Regions from separate parts of the Mus musculus genome. Here region 2 is linked to region 1. Evidence: chromatin contacts called from public promoter capture Hi-C data. All regions are on one chromosome and are shown on one strand. The core of a region is the stretch at or near the end of the contact, and the rest is flanking DNA. Distances in the headings are between cores, read along the strand shown. Region 1 overlaps Grtp1 (GH regulated TBC protein 1). Region 2 overlaps Atp4b (ATPase, H+/K+ exchanging, beta polypeptide).

The links. Capture Hi-C pulls out chosen DNA fragments and counts their contacts.
Region 2: a promoter capture Hi-C map of adipose tissue shows a contact between it and region 1. The contact joins two enhancer-like sites. A contact is called at or near these places in 4 of 39 promoter capture datasets (embryonic stem cells, hippocampal neurons, liver and 1 more) and 3 of 9 other capture datasets (adipose tissue, embryonic stem cells and liver).

The regions. Positions count from the first base shown.
Region 1 is chr8:13,178,912-13,182,753 of GRCm38.p6, reverse strand. Grtp1 (GH regulated TBC protein 1) reads left to right here. Exons shown (of 8, transcript NM_025768.2): 6 at 2,999-3,171; 7 at 3,246-3,431. Among named protein-coding and RNA genes, the nearest start is that of Mir1968, 8.3 kb to the left of the region's middle. Within about 2 kb of position 1,268, at least 25 of the 459 cell types and tissues checked have an H3K27ac peak or open chromatin away from gene starts, as enhancers often do. A contact at or near this core is called in adipose tissue, where this site is marked.
Region 2 is chr8:13,382,635-13,386,420 of GRCm38.p6, reverse strand. Atp4b (ATPase, H+/K+ exchanging, beta polypeptide) reads left to right here. Exons shown (of 7, transcript NM_009724.2): 7 at 1-212. Among named protein-coding and RNA genes, the nearest start is that of Atp4b, 12 kb to the left of the region's middle. Within about 2 kb of position 1,885, at least 5 of the 459 cell types and tissues checked have an H3K27ac peak or open chromatin away from gene starts, as enhancers often do. A contact at or near this core is called in adipose tissue, where this site is marked.

The DNA of each region.
Region 1 (3,842 bases), core at 19-2,518:
CCTCGGGGTGTTCTTTTCTCCTGGGTGCACATGCGTGGGATAACATGCCTGTGATAATGTTTGAGTTAGACCCAGAAACAGGTGAGCTAGAAGTTCCAGCCATGAACTGTGAGACATGCTGGGGAAGATATCCTTTCCCAGAATCCCTCAGTGCAGGCACCATGACAGTCCAAGCAGGCTTTTTCTAGAAGCACACACTGCCACTCTGTGGGTTGGGGCCCCTGCAGTGGTGCTGACAGCCATTCCTCCTCTTCCTGTGTAGCCACTTATGCTGCACCTGGGGTGCAGGTGGAAATGAGGGAAGGAGCACAGACCCTTTATCCCAAAGGGCCGGTTGGTGGCACATATCCCGGGACTCCTGTGTCTCTGCCTTTCAGCCTCAGATCTGGGCGCCTCATGATGTCCTCGAACTTGGAATGTGACTGTATCCTGATAGGTGGAGCTGAGTGGTAACCCCAGGTCACAGCAAGGGAGAGGCACTGGTCTCCAAGGCTGGGCCTCTGGCCCTTGGAGAGCTCTACCTGCAAGGCCTGGGTGTGTAGTAGGGTAAGGTACTATTTTATTGGCTCCTATAGTGTGATAGCTCTGGGGTCCAAGGCTCAGCATTCTTCCTTGTCCCAGGAGTTGGTGTCTCCATACATAGCTTTCCCCAAACTCTTTATCATCATCATCATCACCATCATCACCACTGCTGCCGCCACCCTCCTCCTCCTCCTCCTCTTCTTCTTCTTCCTCCTCTCCTCTTTTTTTAAGACAGGGTTTCTCTGTGTAGCCCTGGCTGTCCTAGAACTACAGCCTACACTAGGCTGGCCTCACAGAACCCCAGCTGCCTCTGCCTCTTGAATACTGGGATTAAAGGCATGTGTCTCCTCCTCCACCACCACCCAGTTCTTTGTTTTCATTTGGGCTGCACGGGGTGGGGGTGGGATTACAGCAAAAGGTGAAGGCTCACTTGTTCCAAGCAGAGCCTATCTCTGCCAGCAAATATGGGCTCTTGCATACTGGCGCTAAGGATAAGTGCTTTTGATAGGTTCTTTATCTATAATCAGAAGCCAATAGGCAGAGTCTCAGAACGAATGCCACGAAGTGCAGACAACCTCATTGTGGAGAGCGTGAAGAGTGATAAGTATCAAACTTAGACTTGGAAGCATCTGCCTTGTTCTGGGCCAGGCAGGGTTGCTGTGGTTGAGCCTGGTGTGCGGCTGTGACCAAAGGAATAGATAGCCTGGGGCTCGGGCCATGCATGGCTCTGACCCAGTCTATGCACACTGGCCTAGTGTCCAAGGGTGGTTCTGCAGTGGTGTGGCTTCCACAGGAGATGGGAAGGAACGTGGAGGTGTGGCGGGTTAATGCAGTCTTTCCCCTGGAGACCGGCTCAGCTCCTTGGAGTTCAGAGCATGGGTTTAATATCTCTATTTTTGGAAGCTGTTCTAAGCTTCCAAGCAAGGCCAAGGTCACGAAATGCTCCTCTGCAAATCTCTGCTGTCCCTGCTCAGCTCCTGTCCCTCTTCTGAGCTGATGATAGAGCTGGGGACACTGGCTGTCTCTTCACACACCTCTCCCAGATAAACAAGATGTGCAGAGTTAGGAAGGAGAGCGAGGCGTGCAATCCTAGTGTGTAATCCCCGTGTTTAGGAGGTTACCGCAAGAGAGTCGCAGCCTGTAGGTCAACCTGGGATCTCAGAGAGCTGCCAGGGCCCAGAAACACCCGAATAAGCAAACAACGAAACAAGAACAGCAAACTGTGAAAGGCTCCCAAGAGGCAGACTCAAAGCAAGTGTGCAAGAGGACAGCGTTTTCGGTTTTCCCTCTTTTCTTTTCTTCCCTTCCTTCCTTGCTTCCTTGTTTGTTTGTTTTTGAGATAGGCTGCCTTGTAACCCCATGGTGGTAGAATGATCCCGTTTCACCCAGATGTCCAGTGAGTGTAGCCTGCTCCTCCTGCAGCAGGGTGCCTGTTTTGCATTCACTTCTTGATGTATAATTAGTGTACCATGGTTTTCTGTTTTATTACGGACTGGGTGATTTTTTTTTTGTAGTGTAAATCAAGCACTGACATTTATAACAACACATCGCACTAACAACTTAAAAAATTTAGTCAGGCCAGTAAGATGGCCTGGTGGGTGGAGCCTCGTCTCGTCACCAATTCATAACCAGGACCCACCCACTTTGTTGAGCAGAGGCCATCAAGTTGCCCTCCGCTGTCCGCATGTATGGCTCCACAGCCCACATGCTCCTCCTTGCCCACTGAATAAAAAGTTGTAATTAAAAAAAAAAAAAAAAAACAAAACTAAGTGAGTAGGAAACTCAGAAGTGCTTTGTAAGATGCGTGTCCCGTGTCTTCGGATGAAGTGGTGTTGGAAGCACGTGTGTGGATTTGATTTTTATTACAAGATAAGACTTATCACCCGGACACTTCCTTCCCTACTCCTGTTCTCTGCCCACCCCGACATGAGACATAGTGAGTCTCAGGCTCACTATGCAGCCAAGAGCTACATCTTCCAAGTGTTGGACTTGGGGTGTGTGCCATCATCCCTAGTTTTCTATGGCACTGGATCAGATCCAGGGCTTCTTGCATGCTGTCCAGCTGAGCTGAATCCCAGCCCTGAGGCCCAGGCTGAAACTTTGCCCTGTTAACCCATAACTCCCATTCCTCACCGCTCAGTGGTGGCCGGAATCCGATACCCTGAGGACTTACTGAGGAAGCAGAATCACTGAAAACCTGTGTGTCGTCTCACAGGGAATGAGTCTGTGTGTGTCTATGTGTACAGGAGATGAAACCAGGGGCCTTGTACACGCTATGCAAATGCCCTGCCGCTGAGCCCCTCCCTTAGCCCTCTTTCATTTGGAAACAGGGGCTTATGAAGTTATCTGTGGCTCAAGTAGGCATCGACCTTGAGCTCATCCTGCCTTAGCCTCCCAAGTAGCTGGGAATACAGGCCTCGGCCCCCAGGCCCTGCTGATTTGAGTCTCTCAGTTCCCCTTCTCCCCCGTGAGGCAGATTACTATAGCCCAGCAATGCTGGGGCTGAAGACTGACCAAGAGGTCCTAGCAGAGCTGGTGAGGATGAAGCTACCAGCAGTGGCAGCCCTGATGGATGGCCATGGTGTGTTGTGGACCCTGCTGGTGTCCCGCTGGTTCATCTGCCTGTTTGTGGACATCCTACCTGTGGAGGTGAGCACCTTCATCAGCCCCAGGAGCTGGGTGGGCTGCTGTGAAGTGATGGGGGAATTTCTGTGTCTCTGCAGACGGTGCTACGGATCTGGGACTGTCTGTTCAATGAGGGCTCCAAAATCATATTCCGGGTTGCTCTGACCTTAATTAAGCAACACCAGGAATTTATATTGGAAGCCAGCAGTATTCCAGACATCTGTGACAAGTTTAAGCAGATCACCAAAGGGGACTTTGTGACAGAGTGTCACGCATTCATGCAGGTAAGTTCTGGGCTATTTGGCCTGATTGGGGGCTCGAGTTCTGTCCCACCCAGTGATTATGCCAAGTGTCCCTGTGCCTCTGGTGAGTCCCTCCCCCCACAAGGGGCAACCCCCCTCCCTGAGCTGAGGCTGCAGTTCAGTGGCTAGTTCCCTACTTCCCTGGGAGCTGCTGGCCAGCCGAGATGGCTGCAAAAGTCCCTCTGACTGAGGGACTGCCCCGGGCCACCGCTACTCACCTGGAAAGTCTGTTCTGGTTCACACTGATTGGGAATGCTCTGTTTCCCCTGGAGTCTGGGACAGGGGGAGGCATGTCAGCGAGGCCGCCATGTCCTCAGCTGGCTCAAAGCCTGGTCACACAAGCTCTGTTGATCACAGGCGGCCACGACCTCCCTCCTGCCCTGATAGGACATA
Region 2 (3,786 bases), core at 636-3,135, 200 kb before region 1:
ACCCAGAGTCCGGCTGCCACTAAGGAAGGCCTATCTGTCCACATTTCTGTCCTGTGATCATTTGCCCGTCCTGCACTTCAATATGAACTATGGGTCCACATCAGGGTAACACTGGTCACCCTGGCATGACACATCTCCAGTTCGTGCTTCTGAGACCACAGTCCCTATGCCATCAAAACAAACTATATTAAAGTTATTCTTATTCTGTGTGAAAAATCCATGCCTTTCCTGACCCCAGGGGAAATTTCTACTAAGAACTGAACACCCCTTTATCTAAAACCTTTCTGTGATTTCAACCGCAATACAAGTGTCTTTGGCACCTCAGTCACCGGGGTCAGGCATCTCCGAGATGGAGGAAGGTGCAGGGAGACTCAGAGGGACCCACCCAGCCTGCCACTGCCCACAGACCTACCCTGTTGCCACCTCCTGTCTCTCAGCCCCCAAGGTCTCAGGCCCTTTCCTTAGAAAATGTTCACACTTCATATTGCCTCCTTCCATGCAGCCAAAGACCAAAAATGTCTGCATTTGTCTTTTCCCAGCTGAGACAGGCACAGCTCAGGAGGACAGACGTGAGTGTACACACACACACACACACACACACACACACACACACATTCACACACATACAGAGTGTAACCAGGTACAGAGCTTCCTGGGGCGTAAGACCTACACATGTATCTACACAGACTACCCTGTGTACCCTTTTATGTTCCGCAACGCACCCTGTTGAATACTTTAAAGTGACACAAGAATTGGGGGAAAGGGTTGTTTTCACTTCCACTAGCAAACGATCCACTGATCTGACCAAGCCAAATAAAACATCTTGCCCTCTGTCTAGTTAGAGTTATTACTGCTATGGTGAAACACTAACCAAATTGGGGAGGGAAGGGTTTATCAGGCTTACACTTCCATGTCACCATTCATCACTGAAGGAAGTCAGGACAGAAACTCACACAGGGCAGGAACCTGGAGGCAGGAGCTGATGCAGAGGCCATGGAGGGTGCTGCTTGCTGGCTTGAGTCTCATGGCTTGCTCAGCCGGCTTCCTTATAGAACCCAGGAATGACTCAACCAATTGGCTGGGCCCTCTCATATCAATCACTAATTAATACCCTAGAGGCCTGCCTACAGCTCAGTCTTACGGAGGCGTTTCCTCAGCCTAGGCTCCTTCCTCTCAGGTGACTCTAGCTTGTGTCACATAGACTACCCAGCACAGCTGACCTCTTGTCAGCTTGACACACAAACACATCACAGCTAAGACACAACCTTCTTTTCTTCCCAACACCTCACATTAAAAAACATAAATACCTTTAAAAGCCTAGGAGTCTATAAATTCAAACACAGTAAAAGTTCAGCCCCTTTAAAATATCCAGTCTTTGTGAAAATCCCCAATCTCTTTTAAAAGTTCAAAATCTCTTAATCGTGGGCTCTTGTAAAACTCAAAATTAAGTTAAATAATTCCTTACTTCAAGAGGGAAGAACTGGGGCACAGTCACAATCAGATCAAAGCAAAACAAAACTCCAGCAGCGCAAATAACAGCATCTAGTGTCTGAGATCTGCTCACAGTCTTCTGGGCTTCTCCAAAGGGCTGGGCTCGCTTCTCTGCCCTTTGCCTCACACACAGCTTTCCTTCTGGGTTCTGGCTGACTTAACTCCACTACTGCTACTGTTTCTGGTGGTCATCCCATGGTACTGACATCTCCACAAATGCTGGGTCTTCTGCTGCAACTGGGTTGCACCTTCACCAATAGCCTCTCCTAGGCTTCCTTCATGGTGCCAAGTCTCAACTTCTCTGCACAATCCCTTTAATTCTGGAGTTTCAACTATATGGAGGCTACACCTTCTCCAGTGACCCATCCTGGCTTCTCACAGTGCTAGGCCTCAGCTGCTTTTCATGATCCTTTCATGCATTCAAAACCAGTACCACCTGGATAACTCTTACACTACCGAGTTCAGCTGCCAGCAGATTCATATTCTCTCTCTCTCTCTCTCTCTCTCTCTCTCTCTCTCTCTCTCTCTCTCTCTCTCTCTCTCTCTCTCTCTCTCTCTCTCTCTCTCTCTCTCTCTTCCAAGATTTGGTTTCTCTGTGTAGCCCTGGCTGCCTCCCAAGTGCTGGGATCAAAAGTGCACCCGCCCCCCAACTCTCCCCAGTCACCACTAATTTCTCAGCTCCAGCTGACCAGCACCTATTGTGCCAGTAAAACATGGGTTTTACTTCATTGGTTCTGGTCTCTTGTTAATAATCATGCTAATTCTTCAGTCCCAACTGACCAGAACCACAGATTTGTAAGGAAAGTCCTGATGGAGTGCTTCCTTCCTCTGAAGCTTCACAAGCCAGGCCTCCATCACCTGCACTGCTCTCAATAATCTCATCTTCCAAGCTCCCACAGAACAGCTCACTGAGTTCTCAACACTCAATGGCTTTTCTACCCAAAGCCCTTCCATAACCGCACCCCACCCCCCACCCCCCCAAAAAAAACCAGCACAGTCAGGTCTGTCACAGCAAAACCCCACTCCTGATACCAACATCTAAGGAATTCTGTTGCTGTGATGAAATACCGTGACCAAAAGCAACTTGGGATAATTGGGTTTCTCTGGCTCACACTTCCATATTGTAGTCCATCACTGAAGTAAGTCAGGATAGGAACTCAAACGGGACAGAAAACTGATGCAGAGGCCATGAAGGGGTACTGCTTACTGGCTTGTTCCTTGTGGCTTTCTTAGCCTACTTTCTTACAGAACCCAGGACCACTAGCCAAGGACCACACCCACATGTGGGCAGGGCCCTCCCTCATGAATTAAAAAAATGCCCTACAAGTTTGCCTGCAGAATCTTTTTTTTTTTTTTTTTTGGTTTTTCGAGACAGGGTTTCTCTGTGCAGCCCTGGCTGTCCTGGAACTCACTCTGTAGACCAGGCTGGCCTCGAACTCAGAAATCCGCCTGCCTCTGCCTCCCGAGTGCTGGGATTAAAGGCGTGCGCCACCACGCCCGGCTCTGCCTGCAGAATCTTATGGAGATCCTCAATTGGGGTTCCCTCCTTTCAGATGACTCAAGTAGGCACAGAACTATCCAGTGCAGCCCCTTTTGTGTCTGGCAGTCCTTCCTTCCCACCTAACACAAAAATTGCCAGCTTGACTTTTTAGGGCAGCTGGCGACATCTGCTCATTCCCAGCTGACACCCACTGCCCCCATTTCCCCACAGACGCCGTGTTCACCAGGTCCCTTGTGTTTCTGTGAATCTAACTTTGGGTACCTTATGTGACCACAGTGTTTTCTTCTGACTGGTCACACAGAGACTCAAGTTTCATCCTGTGTCAGAATTCCCTTTTCAGTCAAGATTTAAAGTCTTTCTGTGTGTGTAGACCACACCTGTCCTTCATGTAACCAGGGCCACTTGGGTTGTTTTACCTTCGTTTTTATTGGTGACCGATGGTGCTTAGATCATGAGTGTTCAACTCAGTCTTCAAGACCTGCTTGCACAGCTTTGCACACACACCAAATTCCTATTTTTAACCCTTTCAGGGGCAGCCCTCCTGTGTTTCCCACTGAGGTGACTCCATTTCCTATCCCTACCAGTAGAGATTCCATTTCTCATATCCTGACCAACAAGTGTGTGTTAGACAGCTGTATGGTGCTATACCACAGGCCTGGGATTAGTCATTCAGTAAAGAACAAAGGTTCACTTTGAGTCATAACTGTGGGCTTTGACCAGGCTCACCCATTGCCTAATAGGTGTCTGGTAGGGCCACAATAGTATGGCAGGGAATGGTGAACGAATTTGGCTCA